Regions from separate parts of the Pan troglodytes genome. Here region 1 is linked to region 2. The links are chromatin contacts, called in public Hi-C maps. All regions are on one chromosome and are shown on one strand. The core of a region is the stretch at or near the end of the contact, and the rest is flanking DNA. Distances in the headings are between cores, read along the strand shown. Region 1 holds the start of PRELID3A (PRELI domain containing 3A). Region 2 overlaps SPIRE1 (spire type actin nucleation factor 1).

Region 1 (4,516 bases), core at 733-3,232, 48 kb before region 2:
GCCTTAGCTAGTGATAGAAGGAACGGATGTTCTAAAGATACTAGTAAACCGTAATGTCCACACATGGATGCATCTAATCCTTACCACACACCAGTGGGGTGGGCAGTATGATCCTCATTTGACAGGTAACAAGACGCACTTGATGAATGAATGTTCCACAGCTAGATCTGTTCCTACTCCTAGAGGATAACAAATGGCAAGACTGGACTTTGAAATCAGGATGTGGCTTTGAATTCTGGGTAGGCTAACTCCTAGATATGTTACCTGGAACAAGCGTGTTGCCTCATGTTTTTTCAATAGTGCTTGGCATACAAGAAGTGTTCAACAGCTGGCCCAGTGATAATCTAGAATCACTGCAGCACAGTGGGGAGGGGGAATCTTGTAACCTGGGTTCTCACCTCAGCGTGTGATCATGGGGTAGAGAGCTTTGAAACCTGCTTGAACTTCAGTTTACTCATTTGTAAAACGGGAAGAATAGCACCAACTTTGGAAGATCATCCTGAGCTTAACGCTGTAGGAGGTAGAGGTCAATGTGAGTGGACGGTGGAGCCAGGACTGTAGCCCAGGTCTTTCGGGTCATGCTGTGTGCTCTTCCACTTCCCTGCCTCACTGCACAAATGCGCTCCCCACGCCCACGGACGCCCCAGGGGCGCCAGGCGCTGCTCTAGGCTGAGACTCAGCCGACTCAGACAAGGGCCCTGCCCTCTCGCCCTATCTCATCCTGGAGAAGAGTACCCTCTTCTTAGAACAAGCATCTCACTTCCGTGCACTTCAACTTCGTTTGTGGCAGTGCAGGGTACTTTGCAAAGCTAAAAAGTAGTTTATGCGAAAGGGAGACTCTTTTTCCTTAGAGGATTTGCCAAGTTGTAATTACAAATTCTTTTTGAGATACACGTACATTTTTTTAAAGCTAAATAAGATTTCCCCCCAGTTTTATAACTCAAGAATGTATTTTCTCAAGGACTTGGGAGTCATCTCTTTGAAATGTCATCCCCGTCTCCCAGTTTTGTGGGAGGGTAGGAGCCCAGCTACCAGAGAGCACCTGGCTTCAAATTGTAAACCTACCTCCTGTCATAAAGGTATGAAAATTCATTTTTCCTTTGGATAAAGGCAATTAGCAAACGCAAACGGCCACTGCATTTACCAATGGCCACTCCATCATCAGGCGAATTTAGGATGAACTCTGCGACAAATGGTGTAGTGGAGTCCCCTCCCCGAAGGGCTGTCTCGTTTACCTCGGGAGCATGCGTGGGGTAGGTTGCATCCTCCCGGCTGTTTGATACAGGCTGAGATTTCTGTCTTTGCAGCCTATTTGGCGGATTGCTTGTGATGCACATCACATGCTGGTTTTGTTTTATTTTGTTTTGTTTTTTTTGAGACGGAGTCTCGCTCTGTTGCCCAGGCTGGAGTGCAGTGGCGCGATCTCGGCTCACTGCAAGCTCCGCCTCCGGGGTTCACGCCATTCTCCTGCCTCAGCCTCCCGAGCAGCTGGTACTACAGGCGCCCGCCACCAGGCCCGGCTAATTTTTTGTATTTTTAGTAGAGACGGGGTTTCACCGTGTTAGCCAGGATGGTCTTGATCTCCTGACCTCGTGATCCGCCCGCCTCGGCCTCCCAAAGTGCTGGGATTACAGGCGGGAGCCGCGCCCGGCCTCACATGCTGGTTTAATGTTTGTTCAAGACCCAAACTGCAGTGGAGTTTTGAGGGTTGGCAGGTTTGTTTTTCATCACACGTCCCCGACAGTATAAACCGGCGTAGCTGGACAGGGCCTTGGGAGAATTTGGACAGTGGGAGTAAGGACGAGCGTCGCCTCCTACGCCCGCGGCATCTGCAGCAAGCGCGCATCGCGCACCCCAGGGTAGCAGCGCAGGTCTGGGGCTGCGCCACAGCCGCGCCCGCAGAGCTATTTTTAGCCGCTGCAGCCAGCCTAGCCACCAGACGGGGTGGGCGGCATCCAAGGGCGCCCCGCCCATCGAGGCCCCGCCCACGCCGCGCCCGGAGCCGCGCGGCCCCGAAGCACCCGGCCCGGATCGCAGAGCCCGTGCCCTGCGCCGGCGGCAATGAAGATCTGGAGCTCGGAGCACGTGTTTGGGTGAGGCCGGGCTGAGGGCCGCGGTGGGGCCGTCCAGACGCCGGCTCCTGCTCCCGAGCCCGGCTGGAGCGGTCCAGGAAAGGCCGGACCTCACAGCGGGCCTCGCGGAGATCCCCGCCCCGCGCCGGCCGTTCCCAGACCGCAACTTCGGCGTCCCGGAGAGGGCACGCGCGCTTCCCCGGGACCGCGGTCTGGGCGAGGCTCTGCGCCGGGTACGGCCTCTCCCCCGGCGTGCGCAGGGGCCTGGCTGCAGGCACAGAGGCCCCGCTGGTGGTCGACAGCCAGGGCGGGGGCAGCCGGAGTGGGGGCGGCCGGGGCGGGGGCGGCCGGAGCCGGGGGGGCGGCCGGGGGCCTGGCGCTCGCTGCTCTCCTTGGGGTCGGGAGCCGGGCAGGGGAGAGGCCTGCAAGCTGGCGCCTTTGCTGAGATTGTCATAAACCTTCCGCGCGTTTCACGGAGGGCCCACGGCAGGCTGTGAGCTCTGGAGGAAGCTAAAGGGGCAGAAGGCATTTCGGGGGCCCTGGCCCTGAACTCACTTGTAGGCATGGAAGGCCCCCAAGCTAGCGTGGAAAACCTCGAACTGTTTAAAAATGCTCCCCCGGCACACGGATGGAAGTGGAGGTCATTATCTTAAGTGAAGCCAGGCCCAGAAAGACAAGTATCGCATGTTCCCACTCCTAAGTGGGTGCTTAAAATGTGTTCACATGGATGTAGAGAGTGGAACGTCAGATGATGGAGACTCTGAAGGGTGAGGGGGTGGGTGCAGGGAGGATAATGAGAATTGGTTAATGGATGCAAGACACCTTCCCGGGTAATGCATACCCTAGAAGTCCTGACTTGACCACTACGAAATTTATGCATGTAACGAAATTGCACATATACTCCATAAAATTGTGCAAATAAAAAGAAGAAAAAAGTGCCCTCCTAACCTAAGTGGTATCTTTTCCTTAAGTCAGTGATCTATGACACACTGAAATTATTCTTTAATGTTTATTTACAGCAACAAAGATTTTTTAATTATCTGACCTCACTTAAGCATTAAATGTTTTATTTTTGGGGGAAAAAAAGTACTGCGTGGAAGGAAATTGTCATCCTTTGACTCTTTTTATTTATTTTTTTCGAGACAGAGTCTCATTCTGTCACCCAGGCTGGGTTTTTTTTGTTTTTTGTTTTTTGTTTTTTTTTTTGAGACATAGGCTCGCTGGGTCACCCAGGTTGGAGTGCAATGGCGCAATCTTGGCTCACTGTAACCTCCCCCTCCTGGGTTCAAGTGATTCTCGTGCCTCAGCCTCCTGAGTAGCTGGGACTACAGGTGTGGGCCATCACGCCCGGCTAATTTTTGTATTTTTAGTAGAGACAGGGTTTCGCCATGTTGGCCAGGCTGGTCTCAAGCTCCTGACCTCAGGTGATCCACCCGCCTCGGCCTCCCAAAGTGCTGGGATTATAGGTGTGAGCCACCGTGACTGGCCTGACTTTAAACATGTAAAATTATAATAAAAGTATATCAAGTGGTTTCAAAACCTCTGAAATTATTTTTCATGAAGTCTTTAGACTTGATGGGATCTAATTTTTTGTATGGCTTGCAGTGTTTCTCAAGTGGGTTTCCATCAGCAACAAGGATGGGGGCATCACTGAGCCGTCTGGATGCTGTGGACAGTTAAGTCATTGCATACCAGGAGTGCCAGGCGGTTGGGGCTCAGTTTTCTCATGGAATGGCCGAGGTCTGCCCTAGAGGTTTGTGAAATGTCTGTGGACAAGCACAAATGAATAGCTAGCTGTGAAAAATCACAGTTGATGCTTTTGAAAATTGTTGCAGCTGCTAACTCCCATTTATTTTTTTTAAGCTTTACCGAAGTATACTTTACATACCATAAAATTATACACATTTTAAGTGTATAATTCATTAAGTTTTGCTAAGTATGACCATCACACACACAGTCCAGTCTTAGAACACTTCTATCCTCCTGCAGAGGTGCCCCATGCTCATTAGCTTCACATTTTACCCCATTTTCACCCCTGCCCCAGGCAACCAGGAATCTTTTCTGTTTCTATGAATTTGCCTTGTTGGGACATTGCATGTAAATGTCATCCTGCAATATGGGGTGTTTTGTGTCTGTCTGCTTTCACTTAGCATGATTTTCTTGAGGCTCACCATGTGGTAGAGTGTCAGTATTTCATTTCTCCCGTCATTCATTTTGTATTCCTGGCACCCCGCCAGGGCCCGGCGCCTAGCAGGTGCTCAGAAGGGGTGAGGAATCTTACATGGAGATCAGATGTCCTTCCAGGACAGGGGCAGCTATCCACCAAAGGAATCCCAGTCATCCCTGGAGCTGCTGTGGACTAGGTGCTGATTCTCTGCCATAGACTTTTGAACTTGAAAGCAAAGGGCCGTAATGAAGCCTGACAAATGTGGAATGTGGCTGGC
Region 2 (4,717 bases), core at 140-2,639:
CTCTCCCAGGAGACTATGCATGGGACTGGCCATCCTTCTACTCTTCTGATCAATCAACTTTAAACAGCACTACCTTTCCTTTTTTCAAGGCGGTGTAGATGTCTTTATACTGTTGGTATTTTTCCAGCTCTGCCTTCACCAGGACCTGGCGAATATGCATCACTTCTTCCACAGTAAGAGCGAGGCATTCCACTGGGTAGCAGAATTCCTCCTGAAATTCAAAATGTCACGTGAATAAGAGATTCCTACCCCCTGTTCTGGAAGTGCAAAATTTCCCTTCAGATCAGACACCTGATTAGTAGCTTCAGAGAAGAAAACAGGTTTCCCAATGACCACTGGGGCAGAGCTGGCTCCCTCTGGGGACCACATCATTTCCAATTACACTAAGACTAAAGATGGCAGAAAACATGTGGGGACCAAGTGATCTACTGAAATTTCCAATAAATGAAAGTTCCTCACGTTTGCTCAGGTATTTTGACTCAAGTAACTCTATTCCGTTAAGCAGGGCTATATTGAAATATTTCAAGCAGGGCTTGAAATCTTGAAAAAAATTTTATTCTAAACCAATTTTGTGTCAGTTTTCTTCTACACTTATGAAAAAGACATTACTTAGTGTTGTGTTGTACATTATATACCAATAGATAAAAAGCAAATCTACAGTGGTCCTTTTTTTTTTTCCACAACAGGGTCTCATTCTGTCACCCAGGCTGGAGGGCGGTGATGCGATCATGGGTCACTGCAGCCTTGACTTCCTGGGCTCAAGTGATCCTCCCACCTCAGCCTCCCAAGTAGCTGGGACTACAGGTGCATGCCACCATGCCCAGCTAATTTTTTTGTATTTTTTGCAGAGATGGGGTTTCACCATGTTGCCCAGGCTGGTCTTGAACTTCTGGGCTCAAGTGATCTGCCCACTTCGGCCTCCCAAAGTGCTGGGATTACAGGCGTGAGCCACCATGCCTAGCCTGGCCCTGTTTTTAAAACTCATTTGTGGTACCCAGAATAGCCAAAAGAAGATGGTTAGTAATTTTTACTGACAAGCATTATTTAGTGATCAGTTACATCAGCACACCTTTACAAATCCTAATGGTACGAGTGGAACTGGAACACGAAACTACTTGAGCATTTATATCCAAAAGGCAGTCTCTCCAGGCTGCCCCACAGTTCTCTAGATTTGTTGTTACTTTCAACAAATGCTAAATGTATAGTCAGCACTGGAAAGACTAGAGAAATGTAAAAGATTTCATAATAAATATTTATGTTGGCTGTCTTGTGTTAATGGTTTCCCTACAAGCAGCTGCGGAAGATGTTGATGTAACTGATCTCATTGAATAAGAGCCTCACACCCATCCGCTCCCCATCCGGCCCCGCACTTGATTGGTGGATCTCAGAGAAAGACAGAACAGTCTTGTGCATTCGGACCCTGCCAGGCTGCAAGGGGCCATTGTGGTGCAGTGACACTGAAACTGAATGTTCTCAGCACAAACACATTATAATTCACTCCCACACACACACAACAGCATCGCTCACAGGCACTCAGGAATCCAACACGCCAGTGAGAAAGCACATGACTATGAATGCAGTCAGTTTATGGAGTTTTAACAATCAGTTCTGTCTTTCAATCAGAGAAAAACAAAAATCAATCTAGGCTGCAAACTTGTCAAACATTAGCATTTTACTTAAAAAAGTAGTCTGAAGAACTACTGCTTCTTACTAAAAATCAATGCAAAACCATCTCTGTTCAAGCTAACTTAAGGAAGATTACATTTGCTTAAAAATGCTTTGGGAAAAATCCTGCATTTGAATTTTTAACATGAGAAGCATAAGAGGACAGGGGGATGAGTTTACTCAGAAAGATTATATCATTTGCTCTAAGATGCCTAAAATATGCATTTAAAAAATTAACGATCACAGTTTTCTCTTTCAACAGGAACTACTTTCAGAGATGACAGAATTAAATCAGCGTGCTTGATACCTACTCTGTTTTGCTCCATCCTCAGAAAAAGAGTAGTGTTAGGTGGGAACGATAAACGGCCTTTTTGAGGGTTAGGCCATTAAAACTGTGCACTAAGTAAGTAGTGTTGGCTGAATACATCCGAATGATGGCATTTCTCAGCTTTTAATGTATTTCAGAAGTTTTGCTATTATTTTTATTCATCAGTGATGAGTATGAGTAGGGTATGCCTTCTGATGGCTAACGATATGACAAAATGGCTATGCTGCAACAAAATAATGTGGGAATCTAGCACATAACCAGGTAAACACTACTAGATTTATTACGTAGCAAATAACCAGATAGCCAGATTTGTTATTGTGTGTGCTAGCAAGACAGCAGATGGTACCAACTTAACTGACTTTATGATGTGGATAACTGGGCTGTAAACCCTTCAGGCAGATGGTGATTTTTTTCATTTGTAGGGATACGCTAGCATGGCACAACAGACCTGGCAGCTTGCACCTCCCTCTCTTCAGTCTTGAGTCACAAATGGGCTTAGTAAAGCATATTTTCAACTCACTGCTTTGACCCACATGAAAATCCAGTACTTCATGGGATATAATCGTTTTTCTTTCGTTTTGAGACAAGGTCTCGCTCTGTCACCCAGGCTGGAGCACAGTGGCATGATCTTGGCTCACCGCAACATCTGCCTCCCCGCAACCTCTGCCTCCCGGGTTCAAGTGATTCTTGTGCCTCAGCCCCCTGAGTAGCTGGGATTACAGGTGTGCACCACCACACCTAGCTAATTTTTGTGTAGAGATGGGGGTTCACCATGTTGGCCAGGCTGGTCTCGAACTCCTGTCCTCAAGTGATCTGCCAGCCTCAGCCTCTCAAAGTGCTGGGATCACAGGCATGAGCAACCGCGCCTGGCCATCATGAGATATAATTTAAAAATAGTAGATTTTTGTTTGCTTTCTTGTTCTTTTTTAAAAATTTTCAAGCAGATTACCCTTTAGTGAAATAATTTCCATCCAGTCAAATGCTAATGTTTTAATTTTGGAGACTTCCCAAGGACAACAAAACTTTAATGCAACATAAAAGAAAATGATAAATAGTTACTAAAATAGTTTTAATTATTTTTTTCAGTTTACAAAAATATTAATTCGACATCTCCAAAGCCAAATTAAACTTCCACAGATCTCGCAGAGCTATTAGCACTCTGGAATGTGGAGGGCACTCAAGGCCCCAGCTAGAGCGGGAGCCCTTCCCCACCACAGCACTGCCTGGGGCTCCCACTGCATGTGTTCGGCCCGTTTGAGTGGCCAGATGTGGCCGGGTAAAGAACCACACTAGCGCACCTCTAGTTCCCTTGCTTGCTCATGTGTCAATGGGACTCCCAGATTCAGGAAAGGGAAGCTAAATCTTAGAGCGCTTTAATGAAGACAACAATGTGCTATAAGACTTTAAACTTACTTCCATGCATGTCACTAAAATTGTTGAGTTTTTTTTGGATGATTATTCTGGCTATATTTTACCATTCAAAAGGGGTCAGTTAGGCAGCACGGAGATTAGACAGCATAATGTAAAATTTTGGTTATTGTGCCACAGAGAGAAATGGGAATAGTCACCTTTCTTTTCTTTTCTTTTTTTTTTTTTTTGAGATGGAGTCTCGCTCTTTTGCCCAGGCTGGAGTGCAGTGGTGCGATCTCAGCTCACTGCAAGCTCCACCTCCAGGGTTCACGCCATTCTCCTGCCTCAGCCTCCTGAGTAGCTGGGACGACAGGCACCCGCCACTGAGCCCAGCTAATTTTTTGTATTTTTAGTAGAGACGGGGTTTCACTGTGTTAGCCAGGATGGTCTCGATCTCCTGACCTCATGATCCACCCGCCTCGGCCTCCCAAAGTGCTGGGATTACAGGCGTGAGCCACTGTGCCTGGCTGGGAACAGTCATCTTTTATACAGTGTTCATGATTGGTAAAAACTTCATAAATTAACCAGTATTTGAAAATTACCCAAAATAACCATTGCTTTTTGAGTTTTTAATAAACCAAAGAGAGGCAAATTTAAATAAAAACAGCAACTATTAAGTTTACTCTTCTTAATCAACTACAAAACTCAAAGTGAAGGCCAGGCGCAGTGGCTCACGCCTGTAATCCCAGCACTTTGGGAGGCTGAGGTGGGCGGATCACGAGGTCAGGAGATGGAGACCATCCTGGCTAACATGGTGAAACCCCGTCTCTACTAAAAATACAAAAAAAAATTAGCCGGGTGTGGTGGCAGATGCCTGGAGTCCCAGCTACTCGGGAGGCTAAGGCAGGAGAATGGCGTGAACCCAGGAGGCGGAGCTTGCAGTGAGCCGAGATCGCGCCACTGCACTCCAGCCTGAGCGACAGAGAGAGACTCCATCTCAAAAAAAACAAAAACAAACAAACAAAACTCAAAGTGAATCCTTTCTTTGCCTAAAGTGGTATATGGCCTTAGTGTTCAGATATCTCTGTTTGGGGAGAATTGATAATCAAATGCCAGCAGGTCTTCAGTAGAGGCAGGAGTGACAGGAGTTAAAAAGCCACCGTGGCACCTGACCACGTGCTGCCCAAGAGCACATCTAAAACAGGAAAAAGGACAGAGATTTTTCCTGCATTTCATGACAAAGATCAGAGAAAGGAATGTGTTGTGTCTTATTTACACTGAGTCTCCTTTCCATATCAAGATGACTAAGAAAGAGTAACAAAGAAACCAGCTGCGGGGTCATCTGTCAAGGACAAGGTTAGTAAATCCAAGGCT

What was found. Hi-C and Micro-C count contacts between places; a contact is called where the count stands out from the background.
Region 1: a contact with region 2 is called in a Hi-C map of stem cell-derived neural progenitor cells, with 2.0 times the contacts expected there. The contact joins the promoter of PRELID3A here to the enhancer-like site in region 2. A contact is called at or near these places in 1 of 7 Hi-C or Micro-C datasets (stem cell-derived neural progenitor cells) and 1 of 1 datasets of contacts at active chromatin or transcription factors (stem cell-derived excitatory neurons).

The regions. Positions count from the first base shown.
Region 1 is chr17:18,493,700-18,498,215 of NHGRI_mPanTro3-v2.0_pri, reverse strand. PRELID3A (PRELI domain containing 3A) reads left to right here and starts at 1,982. Exons shown (of 7, transcript XM_063795926.1): 1 at 1,982-2,093. The coding sequence starts at 2,062.
Region 2 is chr17:18,444,988-18,449,704 of NHGRI_mPanTro3-v2.0_pri, reverse strand. It overlaps SPIRE1 (spire type actin nucleation factor 1), which reads right to left. Exons shown (of 16, transcript XM_054671737.2): 12 at 74-211. Among named protein-coding and RNA genes, the nearest start is that of PRELID3A, 49 kb to the left of the region's middle. Within about 2 kb of position 1,389, at least 12 of the 24 cell types and tissues checked have an H3K27ac peak or open chromatin away from gene starts, as enhancers often do. A contact at or near this core is called in stem cell-derived neural progenitor cells, where this site is marked.